Regions from separate parts of the Zea mays genome. Here region 1 is linked to region 2. Evidence: chromatin contacts called from public Hi-C data. All regions are on one chromosome and are shown on one strand. Each heading gives the region's core, a stretch centred on a gene start, on an enhancer-like site or on the middle of the called end of the contact. The rest is flanking DNA. Distances are from core to core; before and after follow the strand shown. Region 1 holds the start of LOC103646329 (hapless 8). Region 2 holds the start of LOC100381664.

Evidence for each region. Hi-C and Micro-C count contacts between places; a contact is called where the count stands out from the background.
Region 1: a Hi-C map of leaf mesophyll shows a contact between it and region 2, with 8 times the contacts expected there. The contact joins the promoter of LOC103646329 here to the promoter of LOC100381664 in region 2. A contact is called at or near these places in 8 of 25 Hi-C or Micro-C datasets (bundle sheath, ear, endosperm and 3 more).

The regions. Positions count from the first base shown.
Region 1 is chr2:40,564,511-40,567,210 of Zm-B73-REFERENCE-NAM-5.0, forward strand. It overlaps LOC103646329 (hapless 8), which reads left to right and starts at 1,340. Exons shown (of 4, transcript XM_008671062.3): 1 at 1,340-1,858.
Region 2 is chr2:40,269,038-40,271,737 of Zm-B73-REFERENCE-NAM-5.0, forward strand. It overlaps LOC100381664, which reads left to right and starts at 1,361. Exons shown (of 1, transcript NM_001174479.1): 1 at 1,361-2,700. The coding sequence starts at 1,418.

The DNA.
Region 1 (2,700 bases), core at 90-2,589, 300 kb after region 2:
CATCCGAGCGGAGCGAGTGACAGTCGGGGAGTAGCTGCCGCATGGGTTGTCCTCATCTCCGATGAACACGCTATAGATGGAGCTTGGCTGCGACAACAAACATCAGGTTGCCATGGGACGAGCATCAGCGTGGAGGACCTCGGCTGCCACCGCACACCGGAGCTCGATCGGGGAGGAAGATCAGCACAGAGGAGCGGAGGCCTTTGCTACCACTACGGAGCTCCGTCGAAGAGGAAGAAGACAAGCGCGGACGACCTCGGCTACGACGACAGGAAATCTGGTCATGGAGGAGCCACAGCGCGGAGGTAGTCAGATGCAATGGCGCGGAGGCCCTCAACCACCACCACGCTCCGGAGATCGACCGACGAGGAGGAGAACCATGGTGAAGGAGCTTGGCTGCCATGGCGCGGAGGTCGGCCGGCGATGGTCAACAATATGGAGGAAGGTTTGCGATGCGTCGCGGAGCCACTTGAAGACGAAAACTGCTGTTTTTCTACCGTGCGAATAGGAGGGTGAGGTAGAGTTGCAAACTATATTTATTAATACGAATTGAAAAAACAAATTGGAATATGTAAACATCTCTAAATTTTATAAAAAATATTGTTTTGAAAATTTATAAGAAAAATATAGACGTGTAATATATAGAGTAATATATAGAGAACAAAATTTAGAGGATATTGTTGTAGCTGGAGAAGATATAGAGAATAGAATCTTTTAGAGTGTGCTGTAAAGGACAGAGAATATTTATTTAAGGAATGAAATTTAGTGGAAGTTGCTGCAGACAGCCTTAGCATTGAAATATCAACAACTGACAAATTTAGGTGATTCTAAGATGATTTTGTATTTTCAATAGTAAAAACAAGTAGCTCCTAGCGTCGCATTATGTTTGCAATTAAAACCAGAAGATATACTGTTGTATTTTTTTTTTCTAATTTAAATAAGTTAGTCCTGGTTTTTTAGAGAGTAAAATAGATCCCCTATTTCTATAAACATTAATCACGTTGAAACCAGATAGATGGCAAATTTATGCACTACTATCGATGGTTCCGTTGTCAAAGAATGTTGATTCTTAAATATAAGTTTGTGGTAAAAAAATAAAACTGAATAATTGTGGTCGATTAAAAATAGATTCGTCCGAATGGGCAAAATATGCCTACGTGAGCGAGTACCTGCTTGGAAGAAATAGACAAGCCATCGGTGGCATTCTTGGAGTATTCGTTAAGGAGGGGACCAAAGGTTGGCGCTTCACCCCATACAATCAACAAGACAACAAAAGAGAGAGAGAAAGCACTCGAGCAGCGTCGAAAAAAATAATAATATAGTTGGTGTAGGATAGGACAGGGCCGCAGAAAAAAACCACTCATTTTCCTGCCTCAGCGCTCCCCTCTCTCTCTCACAGGTCCGGGGCTCCTTTTCTTTTCTCGCTCCAAAAGCAAATACTACACGCGCTCTCTCTCGAGCTGCTGCTGTTAATGGTACAGCCAGCCAGCCCCGCCTTTGGCTGGCTTGGTGGAGAACCAGATGCCTTTGATGTGTGAGTGGTTGGTGTTTCCTTCTCTCTCCTTTAATTTTTTTTCCCGGCTAGGCAGGCAGCGTGGGACTAGGAGAGAGAAAGTGGTGGTGGGAAGCCAACAAAGAAAATCGGCAGCCATTTCTTCCCCTTTTGCCTTGCCTCGCTCCTCCTCCCTCACCTCTCCCCCCCGTCTGCTTCCAGTCCCCAGAAATCAAAACCTCCACCACCACAGAGCTCCGAGACCCTCACCCTCCTCCCCGTCTGCTCGCTGCGTGGATCTACCGGCAGGATGCTCTCTCCATCGCGCGCGCCGCCCGGGGAGCGCCTGTGAAGAAGGAACGGAAGGTGAGAGAACTGCCGGTGTTCTTCCTCCGAGTTCGTGCGTGCGGTGTGGTTTCCGTGGGCGGTTCTCGATTTTTTGCTTGACTTGAATCCGCGCGGTTTTTCCTTGCTCTTGCGCGTCGCTCCCCCTTACCAGATTCGTCGCTGGAACTGGAAGATTGGCGTCTGCAGACTGGATCTCTCTCTCTTCGGGCGGAGCTGGGATTCCTCGTGCTTCTCTCGCTGCCTGTGACCGCTAGATCTCCGCTGCTTTTCGTGCTTGCTTGTTTTGTTCTTGGCTACGGCCAAAGATTCTCGATCCCTTGCATCTGCTTTCTGCAGATTTGGTACGGATTACGGCCCCCCCGTTCTCGAACTCCTTCCTCTACGTGCTCCCATGGCTCCTCGTCCTTACAGAAATCCCCGATTAGGCCAGTGATGAAGCGACGGGAAAATCGTTTCTTTTTTCTTGATTTCTCGCCAAATCTTAGTTATTAAGCTCCCTTTCCTCTTTTCTTCTTTTGCTATTTATTTCCCCATCAAGAAAGCACTACCATACAAGCTACCCTCCAGTGCTTGGCAACTGTTCATGTCTCCTTCACTGCTCTTCCCTTACTGCAAATCCTTTGCGAGAGCTGCATGATCCGTGTAGGCTTCCCCTTAATCTGCTCAAAGACTCGCTCGCTCGTCCACCTTGCCCCGGGATGATATTTCATGTGCTCTGTGCTACTTCGAGAGCAGCCCCCTCCGCGTGTCTCCTCTCCTCTCTGGCATCCATACCTCACTTGCTGCATCTATCAGCATAAAATCATGCCATTGGATTCCCAAAGAACAGCTGGTTTGGTTGGACATGAAATAATATGTGC
Region 2 (2,700 bases), core at 111-2,610:
TTTGGATTGTTGGTAGGGTCCAATTTGTGAAAGGCATGCTGAACTGCTGATGAGTGATGAGGGGCGATGATGCTCAACCTTTTCCAAAATGCATGGCACTGAGCAATGAAGGCTGCTACAAGTGTCTACTTTGAACTAACCCTCTCCCCACATGAAGAAGCTATCAGTCAACCGTTGGCTGCATGAAAATGCTCACATTGTTTAATCTCTTATATGTTAGAGTTTTAGAATATACTCAAAAAGTTTATTTATCATATTTTTCAACTCTCAATGCTATTTTTTTAGGTTTGGTGATTTCCATAATGGACCTTGTGTTGGATTGCTATTTGCTTTTCTCTACAATTGTGAAACTTAGCTCTGTTTTTAAATTGTCAACAATAGAAGTAGCTTGGTATGTTCATCTATGATACAATTTAGGAGTAGTTTGTTGTTGAATGTTTAGGTTGCAACAATTATTTTGTCTGTAGTTGTGGAATATTTTTTTAGTTTTAAACCAACAATATAGCACTAGCTTTCATGTTTATTTTTGTAGTGTCGTTGCATTTGTTCAATGCAACCACTATGTAAGTAGGTAAGTCGATATTCACAATCTTAATATATCTTAATAAAATTTGTTGATTCCGTAGCAACGCACGAGCATATATCTAGTTACTATGAGAAAACAGATTTTCTTTAGATCTTGAAAAGAAACTTATCTGATCTCCAAAATCAAAAGATGTTTTTTGGGTGCTACAGAGGGCACGGACTGCTCAGTCCAACTGCAAGATGTTTTCATGTCCTACTCGCGGCTACGCGTCGGGACGAGCGACGGCCCGAGCACCCGTGGAATGCGCGCGAAAATGGGTCAAGTTTTAAAAACTTCGGTTTATACTTATGGACAACCTGCCTTGCAGGTTATGTCTAGAATGCCTGCCAAATCTGCTAAATCGTGAATCTTTTCACCAAAAATAACCTAAAACGTTTCTCAATTTTTTACACTACTACATCAAAGGGTGAATCATCCTGAAGTGTGTCGGATGTTTCTGATTCATCTCTTTGTTTTTTATTTCAAAAATCTGAATCTATATCCTTGCTAAACGTTTTCAAATAATATAATCAAGAATGAGAAAATGAATGTTAAGTTGGAATGTTTCTAAGCCCAAAACACTACCAAATGAGTCCTAAAACAGCTCTTACCTTTATCTCGGTCCCAAACTGGGCCTTATTGGGCCAACAATCACAGCTGGGATATGCGCCTCGGAAAGAGTGGTGCGGTTCCTTCACCTTCAGCCGCTGGACCGTTCCGCAAACAAATCGTAACTGAGAGGGCCTCTTCGTAAAACCCCCCGCCCGAACAATGGTTCGTAAAATTCCCCAGCATGGGAATGGCCTGCATCCGCGCTCCCCAAACCCTAGCATCCCGAATTCGCCAGTCGCCATGGCGCCGTTCCGGCGCTGGGCTGACCTGCCGGCAGATCTACTGTGCCGCATCGGAGACCGGCTCGATCTCAAGTGGTATGCGAGCGCGCGGGGCGCCTGCACGGCGTGGCGATGCGCGCTCGCGCCGCCGTCGCCCGCGCTCCTCGTGGTCGCCAACGACGCCCGCTGGTGCCCCTACGCCGCCTCCCTCCCCACGCGGAGGTCCTTCGAGCTCACCGCCATCGTTTCGGGAAGCCGCTGCGTCGGCTCCAGCAACGGCTGGCTCGCACTCTCCGTTGTCCTCTTCAGCGGCGGGACCATTTTCGTGCTCCTCAACCCCATCGCCGCCGTGGAGATCCTCCTCCCGCCGCTGATCTACGAAAGCCGCTGGGTTTCCAAGGTCGTCTTCACTCCGAACCCCGCCAAGGACGACTTCGCCGCCGCGGCAATCTGCGATATCGATAGGATCGCGTACGTCACCGCCGGAGCCAGGAGGTGGGCCGTCATAGACCCCGTCCGTCTCACCAACGGGGACCAGCTCACCGATGTCGTCTACACTGACAAAGGTAGGGTCTACTGCCTCACCAAGTGCGGGGACGTGCATGTGCTCCGTCTCCCCGAGCGACGGTGCCGAAAGCCTGCCAACGCCGATGAAGCAGGGCCATCGGAGCCACCATTCTCTGTTCTCCAGCCGCCACAGCCTGCTGAACGCACAAATAATTGCCGTCCACTGCGTTGGCAACATCTGCGCAATTTTCGGATGATGCGCCATGAACAGGCCCAAACAAGAGATCAGGATCCAACTATTCCACTGAGGGTAACGTTCTGTGCAGAGACATTCATCCCATATAAGAAATTTCCACCTGAATCGCAAGGACCACACCTAAATGCGCCAGCCACTGTTGAGCCCCTGTTGTGTGAGGCCAACCTCCCGTTCGACCCTGCCACTGTCTTCCCTCCACCTTATGACACAGTGTCGTCGTTCACTAGTGCAAAGAACTTGGTGTTCTGTGAGGGCAATCTGTACCAAGTTTGGAGGAACGCAAGTTGCACTGTTACTCTGCAGCTGCCTACAGGAGGTCAGCGTCGCGTTGCGGAAAATGAGATATTGGTGCTGAGGTATTATCCTCGACGGCAGCCTTGCTGGGATGTGGTGAAGAACCTGGGAGGTCACTCACTTTTTGTTGGAAGGAACAATGCAGTGTCAATGTATGCAGAGGGTGTGCCAGGATTGAGGGGCAACTGTGTATACTGGATAGGTGGGCGCGGTAGGGATCAAGGCATGGTCTTTGACATGGAATC